Regions from separate parts of the Macaca mulatta genome. Here region 2 is linked to region 1. Evidence: chromatin contacts called from public Hi-C data. All regions are on one chromosome and are shown on one strand. The core of a region is the stretch at or near the end of the contact, and the rest is flanking DNA. Distances in the headings are between cores, read along the strand shown.

What was found. A called contact is a pair of places that touch in the nucleus more often than the background predicts.
Region 2: a contact with region 1 is called in a Hi-C map of fetal cortex germinal zone, with 2.1 times the contacts expected there. The contact joins the promoter of GK5 here to the promoter of TFDP2 in region 1. A contact is called at or near these places in 2 of 14 Hi-C or Micro-C datasets (CD4 T cells and fetal cortex germinal zone).

The regions. Positions count from the first base shown.
Region 1 is chr2:45,124,043-45,130,131 of T2T-MMU8v2.0, reverse strand. TFDP2 (transcription factor Dp-2) reads left to right here and starts at 2,904. Exons shown (of 13, transcript NM_001261774.1): 1 at 2,904-3,139.
Region 2 is chr2:45,205,825-45,211,913 of T2T-MMU8v2.0, reverse strand. It overlaps GK5 (glycerol kinase 5), which reads left to right and starts at 3,366. Exons shown (of 16, transcript NM_001261112.1): 1 at 3,366-3,568. The coding sequence starts at 3,422.

The DNA of each region.
Region 1 (6,089 bases), core at 1,655-4,154:
TAAAAACATTGAACTTCTGTTAAGCACTGAGGAGATGACAGTGATTAGAATGATATGTCTTTGATTCTAGAAGCTTGTAGTCTAATGGGAGGCAGGTAGCTAGTGAGTAATTACAAGTTTAATGAATGTTAGAAAGTCAAAGAAAATATGGGAAAAGAGTTGGAGATGGGGACTCAGGGGAAGCTTTTCTGGAGAAAGTGTTGTTTAAGTTTAGATAAGAAGGCATGTGCAGGTGAGTTGTGGGTGAACTGGGGATTATTCCAAGCATAAGGAATGCCAGTGAATGGAGCTCTTTGGACATTTGTGTTTGTATTGCCAATGCCTTGCATAGTTCTTGGCATACAATAAGTGCTTAATAAGTGTTTGCAGAATCAATAAATGTTCTGTCACATTTCAGATGTCTACTTTCTGGCATTGGAGATGATAGAAACTTTATTTTCCTTTTCAGAGGAAATAAGATCCCTTAATGGGGAAATAAGAAAGAAGACAGAAAGCTGACTGTTGTGCAAATTGCTAAATTGGAACTATGAGTGGGAATGAAAAATTGATTTACATGAATTTTCTTCCCTGTAGCAACTTGACAATTTATTCTGTTCTGGAGAATTCTCAGTTTTTGGCTTAAAAACCAAGCTGTTCCTCCTTATTCTGAATTTCTTGGCCTGCTGTGAAACTAACATTTACTGTCTTTTACAACATATCCTGATTAGGTCATGGAAATTCACAACTAAATCAAACTAGTATATGGAAAATTTGAAACTTTCACTGCCCATTTTATGTAACGGTGTTGGAAGGTGTTACAAAACATTGACTTTTAAATCTTTTTCAAAAGCTATATTATACAATGAATATAATAATTGCCATCATTTATTGAACACTTACTACATGCATTACATGGCAAAATCCTCATACTACCTCTGCAAGAGAGTAAGTTGAACCATATGAAAATTGCCCACTATCAGCAATTTCATATGGTTCAACCTAGTATCTTCAGACTCTAACCTATAAAGAGGTTAGGGAATCCCTGATAGCTTCACTCCAAATTTAGTACTGAGTTTCTTTTATAGATAAAGAGATCCTAAGATAGTTACAGCTCCTCTGTGACAGCGACCCCTTTACCTACATTAGCCCAAGCACTTTGTGTGTGTACTTTCATCATGGTTACTTACACATTGAATTGAGGTGGTTTACAATCCATTTCCTCTGCTACTGAGTTCCTTGAGGATGGATGTTTTGTCTGTCTTGCTGATTTTTGTATATGTGGTACCTAGAGTGAAAAGTATTTGTTGAATATAACCTTAACAAAATTTCTTGTGGAAACTGAATAAATTTTTATTGATTTGTTACTGGAGAATGTGAAGTAATCACTCCATTGGGGTTTTTGCATTTTAGAATCAGTCAATGGAGTACTGCGTTTGACATTCTTGGACTCTCACAACTAGTTACATGCAATTATGCCCTGCCCCAGAGAAAGATCTGAAAGTGCTCTCTTACTTACCTCACCTCCTTTAGACATTCGCTTAAATACCACCTTCTCCGTGCTACCTTCCCTGATCACTCTATTTAGGACTGAAGCCATTCCTCCAACACCTCTGCTTATTTTTTTTCCCATAGCACAAATATCAGCATGTAATGTAGTTTTTGTTTTGCTTATTCTTTTGCATATTATCTTTCCTATCCTGCTAGAATGTAACTCCCTGAAGGTAGGAGTTTTTGTCTCTATTTTGTCCACTGATGTCTCCCCATGTCAAGAATAGTGTCTGGGGCCAGGCGCGGTGGCTCACGCCTGTAATCCCACCACTTTCGGAGGCCCAGGCCGGAGGATCTCTTGAGTCCAGGAGTTCCAGACCAGCCTGGGAAACATGGGAAACCCCGTCTCTAATTAGCCAGGTGTGGTGGCGCAGGGCTGTAGTCCCAGCTACTCGGGAGGCTGTGAGACTGGGAGATCAGGGCTCCACTGAGCCGTGATCCTGCCACCGCACTCCAGCCTGGGTGACAGCGAGACCCCGTCTCGAAAACAAACATAAAATTTGGTTGGAGTAAAATGAGAAAGATCTAATCGTTTTAACGCGCTGCTTGCACAGGGTTTTTCACATCGGCACGAATGAATGAACAAAATGTTTTCATATGGAACCAAGTGTACGGGCATTTGGGGTGTGTGCAGTTTCCGCGGGACGTGATGACCTGTCCTGGTTTGGATATTAACTTGCCTGGATACTGAAGAACCTCCACATTCCCAGTGGTCTGTAACCCATTGTCTGAATAATTTCAAGGTGTCCCACAGTTGGCTCCACGCATAGCCTCACTCACGATCACTCGCCCCTCTGTCCCTTATTGATGCTTCCCCAGGGCGACCCGGCAAAGGCCTGGGGACCGAGATGGAACTGCCCAGTCCCCCTCTTTCCAAGAGAGCTGGGGTTTTCCGGCTTCGGGGTCAGTTGGAAAAGAGATTCCCACCCAAGTCGCAGGGTGGGAGTAGGGGGTATGAGACAGGAGGGATAAAGGAAGTGTGCCTAAAATTCTAGGCCTCAGGCCCGCAGCTGTCCCTGGAGGCGGCGGGGAAGCGGGGTGGTCGGGTCCTGCGGGAGGGCTCCCAGGGAGGCCACAGGGGGAACCAAGGGGCGGTGGCTGAGTGCACGAGGCCCGCCCCTCCATCTGGTGGCCCCCTACTCTCCAAGAGAAGCCTGGGGGCGGGGTTTGTTTACTCCTTGCACGCACTGCCGGCCCGGCCAATCCGTGGGGAGCGGCGCCTGGCGTCGCACATCCCGAGGGCCAATCGGCGCGCACCGTGCTGCTCCGCCGCCAAAGCTCGCGCGGGGGAAGAGGGGCTGTAGCTGGGCAGGGAGAGGGCGGACGAAATCGGCAGCGATCTCGGCTGCGGCGCTACTGCTACTGCACGGCCCGCGGGGCGCGCCCTGACCCTTACTCTTTGGGCAGGCTCAAGGGCGCGCGCACGGTCGGCGTTCCGGGGCCTTAAACTCCTGGGCCTTGACCGGGCAGGCCGCGTCTCCCCGGGTGTGAGTCCACCAGGACCCGGCCGCCGCCTAGCGCGGGCGCCACAGAAGCGGCGGCGCCCGAAGACGCGCTCCCTGCTCGGCCCGACACCCTCGCTTGACCGCCAGTTCTTCTGCAGCCGAAGGCGGTAAGGTCTAGGGAGAGGGCGCGGGCCCGCGCGCCGAGGGCCTTTGGACCCGGCCGAGCGCGTTCCTGGGCAGGTTTCCCTCCCTGCGCCCAGGGGCCCCCTTGTCCCCCACACGAGTCCCATCTGTTTAGACCCGGGTTCTCCAGGCCTGGCCGGGTAACCCGTGAGTGTCTGGGCCGGAGTCGAAAGCCAGAGAGGGTCACCCTCTTAGTGCATAGAGCAAATCGGGGGAGGTAACGTCCCTGAGTCACGCCTCGTAGAAGAGGGGAAGGGCTGCTTTCTACTTTCTCCTTCTCTTCAAAGAAGGATGGCTTCTAAATCTGGTTTTCCGATTTTTCCCTCCTCCTTTCATGACTCACACGCCTCTGTCTCCACCAGGTGTTTGTTTGTTTTTAAAAAGAGTTTCTAAGCTTTGTGTGCTTGAAGAACCTCATATGCCCCATAAAGGAACTTTTCTCTGAAGTAGAGGATCGCTTTTTGGGCCCAGACTCCTTTGAGAAAATCTGGAAACCAAGGTCTCTCTTCACAAAGAAGTGTAAGGGTTTTCCCAGGATCTCGCTGAGAGACAGTACAACGAAGTGGATGAGCGCCCCAGTCTCTCTTACCAGCCTGTGCTATATTCTATTGTGTGATCTCGGTTTCTCCATCTGTAAATTAGATGCATCCACCTATTCGGTGTGTTTCAGGGAGTGAATGAACTAATGTATGGAATGCAATCGTAAGAAAATTCTCCACGTATTAAATGTCTTGTATTAGTTAGGCACTTGCCGTGGATGCTGGTTTAGAAAAAGACCCTATATTATTTCCCTTTTAGTGTTGAGACAGTGAACAGGTTCATTCCTTTTCCATATTCACTGCTGAAGCTACCTTTGAGCCCATGAATACTTTTATCTTTTCCTCATTCCATCTCAGAGGGCATAGACTCACTGTCTCACTTATTTGCTCTCTTTCAGCAAGGCTGTCTTTTAACAGCCTTCTCCTTCCCCTCTCTCCCCGAGATCTGAGTTTTGTATCTTTTCATTTGACTTTCACAACCTATTTTTTTTTTTCTGGGCCATGTGTTTTCTCTTAATGGCTTGAATTTATCTCCACCTAATAAATAAAGTTATTTACTTGGTTTTTTTCTTTCCAGCTCGTCAGTATATATTCATCTATTTTCTATATGGCATAATCATGACCCTGTCTCTCCTTAAAAGTAAATATAAAAATAGTTTAATTGATCTATATTGCAGCTTCCTTTTCCATTTCATTGGTTAGCCTGTTATTTAGCTAAACCTTTATCACTATCAGATTACTATAATCTTTAATGGCAGTGTCCATTCTCAGCACCAGGAGAAAAATCAAATGCCTAGACCCCAGATTCTGTCACACTTATGTACTGGCTCTGGATGTGTTTGCTGTTTATTAGAACATCTAGTGCCTGTAACTAGTCTAGTCTAAGAGTAGACATGGTGTCTGTAGCGTTGTTCTGACTGTGCAGTTGCAGTTTCAGCACTGTGGCACTTATATTTGTTAATAAAGGTCCAAGATTTACTGAACTCTTAACTTTTCAGTTCTCTTCATTTCTAGGTGTTTAAAAAAGAAAGCTGAATTTTTCTAGTGTGCAATACTTCATATTCTCATTTTGTGATCATGTAATTCCTCCCACCCCGACTTTTGTGAATATGTAGTCCAAGTGGCACATGGAAGTTTTTCTCTTGCAGCCAAAATTCTTAACTGTCTGAGCTGTGTGCCCTCAACATAACTGAACTGGGATGTACTTCCTTGTCATCATCTTTTAAACTCTTATTGCAATATGTGTTATAATGGATCTCAGAAGAAACTAGAAAGCATAGATTGAGCGTTCTTTTAGATCATAGAATTTTAAATTGTAGTGGATTTTAAAGAGAATCGAATACACTCACCTCTTCATACATAAATCCTTTCCATTTTAATCTGGGATACATGACTAGGTGTGCGGCATGAATAGATATGAAAGTAGGCTTGTGAACTCTTGGAAATATTATGCAAAATTATACACATTTGTATATTTTTTGGAGAGACTATAGTGTCATAGTTTCTGAGATAAAGATGTTCGGTCAATTCTATTTATTTATTTATTTATTTTTGAGACAGGATTTCTCTATGTTGCTGAAGCTTGTCTGGAACTCCTGGGCTCAAGTGATCCTCCCACCTCACCCTCCCAAGTAGCTGGGGTTGTAGGCACACACCTCGCCATGTTTGGACAACTCTAATTTTTATAAAATTATTTCTTTCACTGAACTAGAAATTGTGTCCTCACTGTCTCTTCTGTATTGTGGGTTTTCAACTATTTGAAGATACTTACATTCCACTGAGTGTTTTCTTCTCTAGAAAATATTATCAGTCTTTAACCTCTGTAAGTGACTTTTGTGTCATTGTTTTCGTTTGCATCTCCTCACAGAACTCATAGCCCACTTGTGAATTTGTTTAGTTCATCCACATTCTTCCGACAAGAATGGTACCCCAAATTAGGTATTCACTAGCATAGAAGACTGTAAGTTACCTCTCTGATTTTAAAGCATGTACTTTAAGAGTAGACTTGCTTCTTTGGCAACCACATTACACTGTTAACTTATAATAGTTTACTAGTTAAGAAGATTAACTTTGGGGCTAGCCTTCCTGTGTTTAGATCCTAACTCTGCAGTTTATCAGCTGGGTAACCTTGAGTAAATTATGTAAACACTCTGGGCCTAAGTCTCCTCATCTCTAATATGGGGTTAATAATAGTGACTATCTTATACAATTCTGAAGATAATTAATGTATATACGTAAGTCACTTAGAATGGATTGGGGCATCCAAGTACTATGTATATATGATACCTGTTTTACTACTGGTTTCCTTGTCAACTAAAATTGTTGAATTGTTTTGTTCATGCTGTCTCCGTTCTTAAAGTCATACTCTCTAAATTCTTTAATAGAATATTTTTTG
Region 2 (6,089 bases), core at 2,117-4,616, 81 kb before region 1:
ATCATTAAGGAAGTGTCAGGTTTCAAGAAGCCAAGAAATATCACTTTGAGAAATATACTAAATATTAACATCAGGTAATACAAAGCCGTTTTCTCTGTTGTGAATGGGGAACTGATATGGATACTATTATGTGTGAACTTGGCTAGGCTAGTTAGACACACTGTATGCCCAGCTGTTCGGTCAAACACCAGTCTAGGTGTTGTTGTGAAGGTATTTCTTAGAAGTAATTAACATTTAAATTAGTACACTTTGAGTAAAGCAGATCACCCTCCAAAACCTGAGTGAGTCTCACACAAGGTTGGTTTTAAGCTTTAAGAACAAAGACAGGTTTCCCAAAGAAGGAAGTCTCCTCAAAACTGCAACATGGAAACTCTTCTTGAGTTTCCAGCCTGCTAGCCTGCCCCGGAAATATCCAGGACTTGCCAGCCCTGGATAATCATATGAAGAAACTCCTTAAAATAATAAACCTCTCTTTCTCTTTCTCTCTATCCTATTGGTTCTATTTCTCTGGAGAACCCTGACCAGTACTGGACCCATTAGTCATTTATTTCAAATTACAATAATTCACACACACACACACACACACACACACACACACACACACACACGACCAAAATGGTCAGCACTGGTGAAGGCAGTCCTGAGGCCACTTGGAACAAATCAGTACTGTTGAACAGGGTACAAACAAAAAAAACATACTCGTCCAGGTGTATGTTCCAAGCTTAACGTTGTATGGTCAAAGAGCCAATTTTGTCAAATTGCCTGAAAGTAAGTTGATAAACAGGACAATTTGGCCAAAAGAATGACTTGGCCCTGCACAGTGGCTCACGCCTGTAATCCCAGCACTTTGGGAGGCTGTGGCGGGCAGATCACAAGGTCAAGAGATCCAGACCATCCTGGCCAACATGGTGAAACCCCAACTCTATAAAAACACAAAAATTAGCTGGGCATGGTGGCCAGTGCCTGTAGTCCCAGCTACTTGGGAGGCTGAGGCAAGAGAATCACTCGAACCCGGGAGGCGGAGGTTGCAGTGAGCCCAGATCGCAGCACTGCACTCCAGCCTGGGCAAACAAGGGCAAGACTCCATCTCAGAAAAAAAAAAGAAAAGAAAAAAAAAAGAATGATTTGGTTGGGCACAATGGCTCACACCCCTAATCCCAGCACTTTGGGAGACCAAGGTGGGAGGATCACTTGAGGCCAGGAGTTCGAGACCAGCCTGGCCAACATGGTGAAACAGAGTCTCTACAAAAAATGCAAAAATTAGGCGGATGTGGTGGTTGTAGTCCCAGCTACTTGGGAGGCTGAGGTAGTTGGATCACCTGAGCCCGGGAGGTCGAGGCTGCAGTGAGCTGAGGTGGCGCCACAGCACTCTAGCCTGGGTGACAGTGCAAGACCCTGTCTAAAAAAAGTTTTGATTCAAAATGAGTATGTATGTATGCATGCATGTAGGTATTTATTTATTTCGAGGCAGAGTCTTGCTGTGTCGCCCAGGCTGGAGTGCAGTGGCATGATCTTGGCTCACTGCAACCTCCGCCTCTCGGGTTCAAGTGATTCTCCTGCCTCAGCCTCCCCAGTAGCTGGGATTACAGGAGCTGGCTACCACGCCCAGCTAATTTTTGTATTTTTGTAGAGATGGGGTTTCACCATGTTGCCCAGGTTGCTCTCAAACTCCTGACCTCAAGTTATCCACCTGCCTTGGCCTCCCAAAGTGCTGGGATTACAGTCGTGAGCCCCGGCGCCCAGCCAAAATGATTATCTTTTACTTTTTAATTGATATACCAGTTGGCACTGTTAAACGTTTTCACACAAAACATATATTCATATTTTGCTAATTTTACAAAAAGATAAGGAATATTTTCAGGCCCTGACTTCACAGATTGCTGGTGGCAGTGGGAGGTGGGTGGCGCAGGCGGAACCACCTCCCCACTCCCTGCAGATCAGGACCTTCCCCAGGAAAGCTCCAGGCCCAGGAACCTGAGCCGCGAGAATCTCGCAATTTCCACAGGACGCCTTGTTCCTTTTGGTCAAGTGTCTGGATGAGCCCATCCCCTAGGGCAGCAACAAAAGGTAAAGGGCCTCTGTGAGGTTTTCAGATTCCAAAAAGCAACCGCCGTAGTGGAGCGTGATAGTCAAAGCAGCCACCTTAATTAAGCTTTCTCCTTTCTTTCCCACTAGAGGGCTGGGAAAAGTCTTCTTCCTTGCGTCGCATTTCATTTAGCAAATATTTACCACTTTGCATTGTGTGCAAACTTTACCACGTTTTCTGGGAAGAGAAGTCGTGGGCAACTCTCTGTTAATAAACATTAATACTTTTGGCCAAATTTTGAATTTTTTATGGCACTTGTTTTATTTCATTTTTGAAAAACAGCACTTTATTCAACTCTAGCATAGTCAATGGCTGTGCATTTAATAATATTGAAATAAAGTCGCACCCAAAATGTTAGCAAAAAAATGGAAACCATATATGGTAGTGACCTCTACAAATGTTTTAAGCTTGAAAAATTCTGCACGAATGCAGAGACCCAGGTTAGTCTGCCAAAGTTACTCAGAGATAAAAATTTCTCCAACACTCTAGTCATAATCATGGGTGAGAAATGAATAAATGTGCCTTATGGCACCTCGAAACTTTCTGAGATTTTTATATAAACTAGCCTATAATTTCCTCCTCACGATTAGCATATGGGGTAGCTATTTTTCTTTAATAGAGATTCCTCAAATGTAGCTAGGGTTAAGAGAAACGCAGGCGCTGCCTCTCAGGAAGCTGGAGACGCAAGAGAAAAAATAAGAGTTAAGGGCCGCCGGGTTCGGTGGCTCACGCCTGCAATCGCAGCAATTTGGGAAGCTGAGGCGAGCGGATCACGAGATCCGGAGATCGAGACCAGCCTGATCAACATGGTGAAACCCCTTCTCTACTAAAAATACAAAAATTAGCCGGGCGTGGAGGAGCGCGCCTGTTATCCCATTTACTTGGGAGGCTAAGGCAAGAGAATCGCTTGAACCCGGGAGGCGGAGGTTGCAGTGAGCCGAGATCGCGCCACTGCACTCCAGCCGGGGCGACAAAGTGAGACTCCGTCTCAAAAAAAAATAATAAAAGAGTTAAGGGCCAAGTCAATCCAACAGCGGCCGGCAACTGGAGGATGAGCATGGCTGGCGATCTCGGGCTCCAGAGCACGACACAAACCAGCTCACCTCCACCCCTCCCTCGCGGCCGCCGGCGCGCGCCCGTGACGTCACGGCGCCGGGGTGGAGCCCGCGCCAGGGGCCGGGCCTCTCTAAACTCCCGCGGAGCTGGGTTGGGGGCTGGGTTGGGGGCTGGGTTGGGGGCGGCGGCCCGGCGCTGCGCCCTGGGATTCTGGGGCATCGGGATTTATAGCGCGCCCTCTGGGGTGGCGTCTGTAGCAGAGAGGCGTGTGGGATCGGGATGTCTGGGCTGCCGACGGACCCGGAGCAGAGAGCGCAGGAGCCGCGGCACGCTGGCTTCGTGCTGGGGCTGGACGTGGGCAGTTCTGTGATCCGCTGCCACGTCTATGACCGGGCGGCGCGTGTCTGCGGCTCCAGCGCGCAGAAGGTGACTTGGAGGCGGCCGTGGGGCGCGGGTCTGACTGGGTTTTGCTGAGTCCAGGGGTCCGGCCTCGGGAGGCGAGCGGGCGGGGCCCACCTACCGCCCTGGACGCGGCCACCTGCAGCACCCTGGGGCCAGAGGCGCGCCCAGACCGGCTGAGTCTTCTCGTTCCCTCCCTGGGCTAGGCTGAACCCCGCGCGCCCTTCCTGTCCAGACTGAGGGCACCAGGGGCCCGGTGTATGACCTGGGCCGCTCGCTCGCCTCCTGCCACCTGGAGAACCACCTGTCCAGCCTTACCTGGATGGGACTGAGGTGACTTGCCGAACGGGACTGGGCAGGCTGTGCGCGTCCAGCCAGAGGGTGGTTTGTGAGTTGCTCGGTTCTTCCTGCACTTCCCTGATAGATCTCCCATCACATCTTTATTTACATTTTAATTTTTGACAACTTTTTTTTCCTTTTTTATTTATTATAGCCTTTGGACTTGTGCCTCAATAACTTTTCATATCTTTATAGAATTTAAGTTTATTCTCTATTCTTCACTTGTCATCATTATTAACTACTACTCCACAAAATGCTGGTTCCTTACGTGAGCAACTGATTGCCATGGATATTAGAGGTATTGGGCAAGTTTTGAAGGCAGTGTGGTCATCACTTTTCTATTTTCGATCTTTGAGAATTCATAAAATTCTTTATTTCCCCTCGTTTGAGAGACCTGCCAAGTCGTTGGTTGGATGTTAGTAGACCCTTGAACTAACTGTTCAGCAACCAACACATTGATATCCTTCTGTTCTCATATTAATGAAGTGTTGATTTCTACACAATTGTCAATGCACCAAAAATAATGTTTATTTGTTATGGTGTTCTTATTGTTGTTCCTTTTTTTCTTTTGAGACAGGGTCTCACTTTGTCACCCAGGCTGGAGTGCAGTGGTGTGATCTCGGCTCACTGCAGCTTCAATCTCCTGGGCTCAAGTGATCCTTCCACCTCAGCCCCCCAAGTAGCTGTGACTACAGGCAAGGGGCCACCATGCCTGGCTAAATTTGTTTATATTTTTTATAGTGATGGGATTTTGCCATTTTGTCCAGGCTGGTCTGGAATTCCTGGGCTCAAGTAATTCACCCGCCTTGGCCTCCCAAAGTGCCAAGATTACAGGCATGAGCCACTGTGGCCAGCCTGTTATGGTGTTCTTATTTTCTCTTCCCAGTACCAACATCTTTTTATGTTAGGAATTTGAGGGAGGGCAGGAGCCATCAGTTACCTAACCATTCCCAGCAGCACTGTATTCCCCTTTTTTCTCAGTGTCCCATTCTTCTTCCGACCACCCTAGAGGTGTTTTTCTTTGTAGCACTTGCCCAGGAGTGGGTCCAGCTAGAATGCCAGTGAGTAGTGACTGCTTTGAGCATTTGTTTTGAGGAAACATCAGACTTCCTTCCATTCAGGTTTTTTTTTTTTTTTGAGATGGAGTCTTGCTCTGTCACCCAGGCTAGAGTGCAGCGGTATGATCTCGGCTCACTGCAACCTCCACCTCCTGGGTTCAAGCAATTCTCTTGCCTCAGCCTCCTGAGTAGCTGGGATTACAGGCACCTGCCATCATGCCTTGCTAATTTTTGTATTTTCGTAGAGACAGGGTTTTGCTATGTTGGCCAGGCTGGCCTTGAACTCTTGACCTCAGGTGATCCACCCGACTTGGCCTCCCAAAGCGCTGGGATTACAGGCATGAGCCACCAAGCCCGGCCTCCATTTAGGTTTCAGGACCAAGACAGTGGAACTGGGACTGTAGCAGCTCCCTGGTCCCTTCTCTGGCTAGCTGTGTGGGAACGCTGCCCACCCACCCACACACTATCCCTATCCCAGCCTGAAAGGACAAATGAAAGGCAGATACCACCGTTCAGTGACTGGGTACTCCTTATCTTTCTAAGAGTATTTATCACAAACACAATGATACTTTTTAAAGTCTCCCTTATAAGTCTAGACACAAAGTACTTTTAAGCACTGGTTGTTTTGTTTGTTTGTTTTATTTTTCTTTTAAGGAATTGAAATTTTTGGAACCGAAGGGAGAAATAAATTACTAGAAAATGCAAAGTTTCACAGTTGATATATAATTTGGGGCAGATCATTAGTTTTTTTAGGAATGAAGAATCCCAAAGATGGATCAAGATTGCTGTGAGTGGCAGGAGGCCAGGATGGTTTGCACAGACTCTAAACTGTGGAAAATGTGTCTGGATAAAAGAAAGATACGAGTAAATAAAAAAAAAAAAAAAAAAAGCCCGCTTTTCCCGGGTAAAGCACAGTCGTAGATTAAGAAATGTGCAGCAATGCCTCTCTGTGTGGTAGGAGTTTACAGCAGTACTGCTCAAAGTGTAGTTACAGGGCTGCTGGGATTGAGATAATAAAAGAAAACTGAGTATTTAGGAACTTGTGTAGCAACTTAGCAGAGTAATTTTATGTCTGTTGATTCCAGTAATGAAAGATTTGGGATTGTATTTTGTGTGCCTTTTTTTTTTTTCTGGAAACTTTATAAAAATTA